Regions from separate parts of the Xenopus laevis genome. Here region 2 is linked to region 1. The links are chromatin contacts, called in public Hi-C maps. All regions are on one chromosome and are shown on one strand. The core of a region is the stretch at or near the end of the contact, and the rest is flanking DNA. Distances in the headings are between cores, read along the strand shown.

The links. A called contact is a pair of places that touch in the nucleus more often than the background predicts.
Region 2: a Hi-C map of animal cap shows a contact between it and region 1, with 11 times the contacts expected there. The contact joins the enhancer-like site here to the promoter of pmp22.L in region 1. A contact is called at or near these places in 3 of 4 Hi-C or Micro-C datasets (the XL177 cell line, the XTC cell line and animal cap).

The regions. Positions count from the first base shown.
Region 1 is chr9_10L:51,992,034-51,996,875 of Xenopus_laevis_v10.1, reverse strand. It overlaps pmp22.L (peripheral myelin protein 22 L homeolog), which reads left to right and starts at 1,918. Exons shown (of 5, transcript NM_001086816.1): 1 at 1,918-2,003.
Region 2 is chr9_10L:52,070,365-52,075,206 of Xenopus_laevis_v10.1, reverse strand. No RefSeq gene overlaps it. Among protein-coding and RNA genes, the nearest start is that of tvp23b.L, 10 kb to the left of the region's middle. Within about 2 kb of position 2,891, at least 1 of the 7 cell types and tissues checked has an H3K27ac peak or open chromatin away from gene starts, as enhancers often do.

The sequences.
Region 1 (4,842 bases), core at 669-3,168:
TTCCTTTATATTTATCTTTTTTCCCTATTAATAACATTGGGGTCAACCATCATTTTTACCGGCCAGGTCAGTAAAATACTGGGCAGGTGGCAACCCTAACCTCGGGTAGGGTTTGGTCCGGGCCAGTGGATCTGCATTAGGGTTACCACCTTTTCTGGTCTTCTATATATTTATCTTTTTTCCCTATTAATAACATTGGGATCAGCCATCAATTTTACCGGCCAGGCTGGTAAAATACCGGCCAGGTGTCAACCCTAATCTGCATGAATCTGGGCATGTACACGCCTGTGTCTTGCTCAAATAATAATGAATAATAAATTAAAAGAAAACAGAAATAATAATTAAAAAAAAATTATTTGGGCCCCTGATCACACTGGGCCCCTAAGCTATCCTAGGGGAGCCTGTGCATGAATCCGTCCCTGCCCAGAGGTGCAACATTCCACCCCCAAATACCAGGGTAGTGGTTATAGATATTTAGTGGAGACTGGACCCAAACCTGTACAGGTGACATTTTCTGTGTCATGATTAACCCCAGCACCAATAAATTGCACATCCAAGAACAAATATAAAGCTATGGGTCCCAAAACATTCCTTTTTAAAGGGACTAGTGTATGTGTGTAGTGTACGCAGTGCTGTACAGCAGAACTATACATTAATATCACAAACCTGAGTCAACATTAAATAGAGATACAGGTATGGGATCCATTATCCAGAAACCTGTTCTCCTGAAAGTTATCCCATAGGCTCCACTTTATCCAAATAATCCAAGTTTTTAAAAATCTTTTGCCTTTTCTCTGTAATAATAAAACAGTAGCTTGTACTCGATCCAAACTAAGATATAATTAAACCTTATTGGGAACAAAACCAGAATATTGGATTTATTTCAAGTTTATATGATTTTCTAGTAGATGTAAAGCTGGCCATAGCTGCAAAGATCCTATCGTACGAATCGAGGATTTGTATGATTTTCGGACCGTGTGTGGAGAGTCCCGACATTTTTCCTCAATTCATTTTTTCGACCAAACGACCGATCTCCGCCGGAGCCTAATGTGCTCTCATCATAATCTGATCGTTTGGCCCCCGATATAGCCATGCCCGTTAGTGGCATATCGAGGAAAGATCGGCTCGTTTGGCGATGTTGCCAAACGAGCATATCTTTGCGTCTATGGCCAGCTTAAGGTACGAAGATCCATATTACAGAAAGATCCATTATTCTGGAAAGTCCCAGGTGCTGAGCATTCTGGATAATAGGTCCCACCCGTACATACAACCCAAGATTAAGTGCTAAGTTTTATAAAAAAAACACGTGGAACGAGCTTCATGATCCGATCATCTTACAATCTAATGGATTTGGGGGTATTATTTAGTTGCTTTCAGAATCCCAGATCAGAACCCTTGCCCAAACAGTTCTCTCCCTCACGTACAGACTAAGAGGTTCAGCTAGAGTTAGACAATCAGGCAAAGAGTCTTTTTTCAGCTTTAGCTACTTTGCAGCTGCCACAGAAGTTCTATTTGGGTGCCCAAGTGAACGGTCCCAGCCTTTCTCTTTATTTACTAACACAAGATTCCTTCTGTCAGCTCCTGGGTGAGCAGAAATGGGTGTGAGGAAGAGGAGGGAACAGGCAGGGGGGCAGGGAAGGGGTGCTACCAATAAGCAGAGGATCAGGGACCCAAATTACATTCCAGGGATGATAACACACAATGTAGAATGAGTTTTCCCCTCTCCCTCCCCATCTCATGATCCCCCTCCCAGATCTCTGCTATTATTTTTAGCAGGGAGGTTAATGCAGTGAGTGTGTGTGAGTGTGTGACACACCCAGTCCAGCCAGCGTCACGGGGCGTCGTTCCTGTTAAAGGGAATCTTATACCCTCACACTAGTAGCCTCTAACCTCAAATAACTCAGTCTGGGCACAGAAAAGGGGCCACTTATTCCTCTCAGCTCGGATCTGCCTGCTGCCTGCACTGGCCTGGGACCCTCTTTGCCTGACAGCTTCTGCACTAAGTAAGTCGCAATTCTCTGATTGTTATTGCAATTCCCCAACTTTTATTTTCATATTGTGGTTTAATATAGGGGATAAGTCTTGTGAATTCACTAGAATCGCATCAGACCCGTGTCCGTTAATAGGGCTTGGGAGTGGCTGCGAGCAATTGTCGGGTCGGGCGATGCAGAAGACGGGGGATCTGGTTGAAGCTCACTTTGAAGGGGACAACTTTAAGTATGGCTGTGGGGTCCACTGCTTTTTTAAAGCTGTTGGGGGGCAATATTAATATGGCACACCTTCCTTGGAATCTCCCATTTAGGGTTAGTTCACACGAGGAGATTTTGTTGCCTGGCGACTAATCGCCTCGACTTCTGGGCAAGAATCTCCCCGAACTGCCTCCTCGTATTTTCCCATCCGCTAATATGAAAAGTCACCAACGTTAATGCACACGCGGCACAGCGTTTTCCGAAGTCGCCTGAAGTTTCCTCGTGATTCTGGAGAGGACCCTAAGGGCTGGGACACACTGGGTGATTTGGGGAGATTTAGTCGCCTGGCGACTAATCGCCGCGACTTTCCACGACCAATCTTCCCCGAATGCTTCCCCTCTCTCTGCGCCTGGCTAAAATGAAAAATCGCCTGCGCTAATCACACGCGGCGATTCGTTTTCCGAAGTCGCCCGAAGTTTCCTCGTGAGGCAACTTCGGGCGACTTCGGAAAACGAATCGCTGCGTGTGATTAGCGCAGGCGATTTTTCATTTTAGCCAGGCGCAGAGAGAGGGGAAGCATTCGGGGAGAAAAGTCGCTGCGATTAGTCGCCAGGCGACTAAATCTCCCCAAATCGCCCAGTGTGTCCCTACCCTAAGGGTTAGTTCACATGAGGAGATTCCGGGGGATTTTGTCGCCTGGCGACTAATTGCCTCTTCTTCTGAGCGACAATCTCCCCTAACTGCCTCAGCGTGTTTTCCCATAGGCTATAATGAAAAGTCGCCTGCGCTAAAGCACACACGGCGATGCGCTTTCCATAGTTGCCCGAGTGAATCTCCTTGTGTGAACTAACCCTATCGTTACACAAGAGAGGTTCAGTTGTACTACACCGTGTCCCTAGGGCTGCTGTGCAATTTGCTGTGAAACAAAGTTACTTTGTAGCGGGAGAGAAGTGGCAGGCAGCAGAGAGAAGTTGCTTCATTGTATCAAGCGGTTTCTGAGTCGGTGCAACTCAGGAAAGACAAACTGATTATCTCGTACGATTAGAAGAGAAATGGTGCAATAGAACAGTAATTAAACAGTCGGCTGTGTGTTGTGCCCGGAGGAGGGAGATGCTACTATGGGAGGTATTACTGGATAGGAATTACTGGGCTGGTACATCTCGGGCACGGGGTGGGGGGGGAGCTGCTGCTTTTGGCACGGGCACTGCTGGCATTGTGCACACACAGGAGATTAGGCAGCCTGGTCAGGGGGTCGGGTGTTGGGGGCAGTATCTTGGCTCTAAGCAGGGCTGCCATTCAGCTGGAGGTTGCAAAGTCCTGTCTCCTAGGGGGCAGCTATTTACAACCCCACTTGCAGCTGTTATGGAACTACAACTTATAGTATTCCCAAAAATGAATGCTGGGAGTTGTAGTTCAGAAACAGCTGACAGCATTGTATTGCAGGTTATGGAGGGCAGTAAATTAGGCAAATTTCTCATAATATACATGATCCCAGACTTACAGCAGCCTCTCACAGCACCTTGCCTTACTATACACATTAGGCCACTGTCACAGCCCCTGACACCATTTTGCATATACACAAGTGCAGCCTCGTATGTATCTTTCCTTAATACAAACATAATTTTCTTTGTATTAGTTAAATGTCTTTATTTAGCTCATTATACACTATCGCATCATTGCAGACCCGTACTATATACACACTATCCCAGTATTTCTCTGACACCCCCTTGCCTTACTATATACTCACTCACTTGCAACCACCTTGCCTTAGTATACAGACTATAACAGACAGCCCCTTCCCATAAAATATAATAGTCTGCCTCAACGTCTAAGATTATCAATAAAAGGGCTAATGATGCCCCCAAATCTGTTAGCGCCAGGGTAAACCTGAAACCTGAGCCCGGGGTTAGAGGCACAGACCCTGCCCCTTTACGATCCCCTTATTGATCCCATATGTGGCCTAGAGGGAGGGGGGAGATGGTAATAAAATCAAAGTTCAGGGATGGAAGTTGGGCAGAGAAGGAGTTGGAATCCTGGGTGTGGGATTGGAGCCTTGTTATTTATTTATTTTACACTCTAGTTAACCCTTTGTCTGGCAGTGACAGACTGAGTAGAAAAACACAACATCATTGGTAGGAGGGAGTCATGCAGATCTGTACAACCCAAACACACACACACAGTCTCATGCTGATGGAATGCTGGTGATTAAGCTCCCCCTGCTGTTTACTGGAGATACTGCAGACACACCCTTGCCTGGACTCTCATTCCTCTCACCTTCACTTTCATTAACCCCAAAGCTGTTGGGGGGGGATAGGGTTAAATTGGGACAAGTGACAGCCGGAGTAAATGGAAAAAAATAGGACAGTGAATACCAGTCTGAATATCAGGCGAGAGACCAATGATAGTGGATACCAGCACCGATGCCAAGGGAGAAGGCCAAGGAAACATCAGGAGAAAGATGCCAGTTGTGGAAATATTAGGAGGGCGGGGCAGAAGCTGCGGATACCGGTGGGAATATGAGGAGACTAAGAGAGAGAAAGGCTAGTGTCTGCAGATACCAGTAGGAATACTAGGAGCGAGGCCAGAGGGTGTGCACACCATTCGGTAGGGGTGTAACTATAAAGAAAGCAGACGCTGTGATTGCTGGGGTGCC
Region 2 (4,842 bases), core at 1,642-4,141, 77 kb before region 1:
AAGCCTAACTGTGTCTGCATTGGGGGATCTAAATGGGAATTGTGTATAGCAGCCCTGTGCTGTAATTGTTTTTCTAGGGCTTTACGTGCCCATAAAGAAAAATACTTAGACATCCATTGACTAAAGTGCTTTAAAATTGCCTATAGCTCATTGTGAACTGCAATACTTTTTTGGCACCAACAGAGTAGCTCAACCCATGTCTCTAGGGAAGTCCAATCACTGCTGTTACCTTTCTATAATGAGCCTCTAAGTAGTGAGGAATAAGGGGCTCAGTTTATAGGCTTGGATGAAATGGTGGGGCTCCGGAGCCAGGAGAATCTTAGAGTGTCTAATGGGATGGGCAATGAGTTACAGATCAGAGTCCTGAAGTGAGGAGGAGAGAAGGGGTCATATGCAGAGCAAAGCTAATGTCTGGGGGAATACATGGTAATTATAGTGGTGATGTGTAGTGGTGCCACACTGGTGAGTGCTGTGTGATTTTGAAGTGAACTCTGGGTATAACAGGTGCCAGTGTAGGGAGGGGCAGAGAGGAGCAGCACTTGTGTAATGGGAGGAAAGAAGTGTTCATGATGGATAGGAGTAAGATCAGTTTTGATGTGGGGAAGTGGAGAGCAGTGAGTTATAGTGGTCTATATTCGAAATGATTAAGGCATTGATGTGAATTGTGGCCTTTTCTTTTGTGAGAAAGGTTTGTATATGGGAAATGTTTCTAAAGTGAAAACAATATGATTTAGTGACAGTGGCGGAACTACCAGGGGAGCAGGGGGTACAATTGGGCCAGGGCTCGCACCCCCTCAGGGCCCCCCTGGCAGCTCGCGCACTGCCGATTTCCGGCCGCATGGGCCGATTTCGGGGAAAATAATCTGTAACGGAGGGGGGAGGGGGCCCAGCGGCATGTGCCGCACCAGGGCCCGCCCCCTCCAGTTACGTTACTGTTTAATGAGCATTTAATGTGGGGAATGAATGAGAGGTCACGAGTCAAAAGGGTCTCCCAATCAGCAAATATGGTAAATTGGGCTTATGCAGATGAGGAATAGTTGTGTCGGCTCTGGTGCAAACAAATTTGGCTGATTTTGCCAAAGAAATGTGATACTTTGCATTTTTGCACCTCAATCAGCTGTTGGTGTTTACGCCAGAGTGACCCAAAAGCTTCAAATGCCTGTGTAGGGGGTTAAATTGGCTTGTGTATTTCAGCAGGCTGATTTCAGTCCCCATTTGGCACTAACCTAAGGGTAGGACTACATGGGCGCTTTCTGTGCGATTCGACGCGCTGCGCAAAAACGCAGGCGTCAAATCACATGCAACGGAAATAAGGTAAGTAAATGCAGCTGCGTCTGCATCCGGCAGTCATGCCGCGTTGGATCAACAATGTGACACCATCCGACAATGCATTCACTTACCTTATGTCCGTCGCATGTGACTTGAAACCTGCATTTTTGTGCAGCGCGGTGGATCGCACAGTTGTTGGACTGAGGCCAGATATCAGCCACGTCTTATGCCCTTTTTGTCCTGCCTAAAATCCATCTGTACTACAGAATGTAAAGGGTCCAATAGAAAGTCTTCCCAATGCTGCTACAACTCCCAGATGCAAATAAACAATGCAGAGTTTATCCGATCATGGAAAAAGCCTTGATATTTTTTCCTTGTTTTTTCTTACTGATCCTCTATCCTATCTGGCAGCATGTCACTAGCATGGCAACAGTCATTCATTAGTATTAATTAAAGGGAAAAGTTATGTGCTAGTAATTGATTCATAACCGCAGTTCTGTGCAGCAGGTTGGCAATCTGCATCTCTAACACCAGGGGGAGCTCCCCAACCTCTTTTCCTTTACCAACTTGTCCATAGCCCAATATAATATATCTCCCCACTCCCTAATGTGAATGAGTGAGGTCTGGAACAAATTAACAGCTTGTGCAATCCAAGGAATGGTTTCATCTAATGGAAACAAAATGAGAAGAAAGGCCAACGAGGTCCCATTATATTGGCCAAGCTGAGAAAGTGATGTGAGCATTTGCAGCTCATCGCCCCAGAGAGGGCACGTCGTTAGGACACAGGACAGGGCACACTTTCCAATGATGCAATTCTAAATTTGCCACATTAGCTCAGCGCTCTGTTTACTGCCGCCCTTTGAATTAAACAGCTGGCGGGTTTTAGCACTGTCAGACGGAAACCGCGAACCTCTGGACCCTGTCCAAAATCTGCCTTTATTTTTGTATTTCATTTTAAATGGAAACGTAACTGTTAATTCAGGGTAGCACCTCCCTCTTGGTATCTAAACTGCTGACTTGCACTTGATATCTCTAGCACCACATGCTCCTCCTCATAAGAGCAACTCAGTATAATGCCTTTACTGTCCCTTAATATTTTTTCACCTTTCAGTCTGCAGCATTTGTGTGTTCTTGCAACTCCATAAGAGTTACATGGATATTCAAGGGGTAAAAAAACAAACCTTCCATCAGGTTTAACCCTTACATGGCCCCTGTTTTGCTTTCAACTGATATTGCAAAATACCTGCTAGACCAACTCCAGTTTGTCTTCATATGAGGAATTAGAGGGGCACACTTACCGGAATGGCAGAACAACTGCAGTGGGGGTATTTAAGTTATTGCCCAATGGGGAGCAAAAAGTCACCCACAGGGCAAGGTATATGTGCCCTGTTGATCTTGCAGGATTTTTAGGGTTCTCTCTGTCACAAATATTTTCGGTGGAAGCTCTGGGCTATTCCCCTGCCTCTCTATATAGAATATCAGAAAATAACTGTATATATGGCACTCTAGAGGCCTGGGATCCAGTGATGTGTCGGGAGAGTGAAACGTGAGCATTTGCAGCTGAGCAGCTTATTGCAGTCCCACACATTAGTGGGAGCAGGAGGTGCCTCTGTTATTCCACTTAAGGAAACAGACAGAGCTTCTATGGCTCATCCTCCCTGTCCCAGTCCCCAGTCCTCCCACACTTCCCATTCACTGAACATCTTGTTTGGGTAAAGGTCTGACGTATTCAAGCAGGTTTATAACATGGGGAGAAAACATCTGGTTCCCCCTTGCACACTGTTTCCCCCCTTGGAGCATTCCCAACTCTCACTGACACACAGCTGCTAGAAAGCCTTATTTCTTCTCTATCTATTTCCTTCTCTAGCACTGCCGGCACCAAAGGCTACACAGCCTGGGAAGACTGCTTTATGGCTGAGATTCTAGCTATATGTATAACAGAGCATTCTGTCACATATCCTATCTGAACCCCAGTCTAAGCAGCAGTCCTGCCCTGCTTTATGGCTGAGATTCTAGCTTTCTTTATAACAGAGCATTCTGTCACAGTGGGTCCTATCTGATACACATTGTAAGCATCTAGAACTGTTAATATGGAGACAATTTTATTCTCTGTTTAACCTGCTGTTACTGTCCTTCCCTGCATACTTGGAGTGTTGAATTGGGCCAGCGGGACATAGGAAAAAACCCAGTGGGCCCTGGACATTTTGGGCTCCACCAACCCAGACCCACTACCTGCCTGAGGCCTGCCCACTGTTCCTCCCAGGCCCGATCACACCGGCAAGGAGAGAAGGTACACCACACAGTGAGTTGCGGTTGGGGAAAAGGGCCCCCCATAAGGAAGCCCAGTGGGCCTCGGCCCCCCAGTCTGACGCTGCATAGGGACTCCTGGGAATTCTCAGCTGTCAAAACACCCTTAGCAACCCCACAAACCGCTCACTTTTCACAGCTGAACAAAGATCCTTAGCCTTAAGCTCTTGAATAGCTTTCAGTATATCTATGGAAACCTCACCTCCTTTGCCCTAGATACAAATGGGGCTCATTTATAAACACTGGGCAAATTTGTTCCTGGCAGTAACCCATGGCAACCAATCAGATGACTGAAAAAAAGCTAATCACTGATTGGTTGCCATGGGTTACTGCCCATGAACAATTTTGCCCAGTGTTTATAAATGTCCCCACTGACCGGCTACCAGTTACACAGGCCCATTCAAACTTCATAAAGAAAACATACTAAAGGGGGATCAGGGGGTGGTTCTGCCTTAACTGGACCACAACTCAAAATATTCACCCTGACAGCCACGAATCAATGGGAAGCTCTTTGCCCCTTCATACCAAAACACAATCTAAAAAATTTACCCAGAATTGGTGGTGGTACTACCAGGGAGGTGCAACTGCAGCAGAACCTGGCCTCCCAACTGGGCACACTATCGAATGGTGCAGGGGAGGGGGAGACCAGTGCAAATATCGCACCCAAACCCTTCGGACTTACGTTATTGCACACTTGACAAAACAGTCATGGTTTTATCAAAAGCCATTGCTTGATCCAGAGACAACAAGTACTTCCCCCCAACAATGGGCCACAAATAGAACTAGGGGTAGTGAGCCAAGAAGCATGTGCCTGAGGGCAAGTGTGAGGTGCAATTGGAAGTCCGAGTGGAGACCGACAGTTGGAAACAAGAGGTGGAAATGCAGACTGAGTAGTGGGGCAACGTTTTTCATGTGGGCCGAGTAGCAGAGTAGGGGGTTACAGCCTGTAAGACGAGCAGTGTAAGGTGGGAAGTGGCATAACTAACATACAGCATACCTTGGTCATGGGGCGACCTGGGGAACAGAGGGGTCTGGACTGCAGGTTCTGTTGTATAGTAGTCCCCCTGCACAGGCCCTCCTACCACTTAAACTTTGCTATCTGCCTCTAAGGGCAGGCAGCAAGCAGGCTGGATGGGCTTAGTGAAAATGGACAGTGCATGTTGTCCTCCCCAAAGATTTTTTATTGTAGGCTCTTTGTGATTCCAAGGCTTCCCTCATTGTAAGAGCTCCCTGAAAAATTCTTTGCCCTTACTCCATGCTGAACTG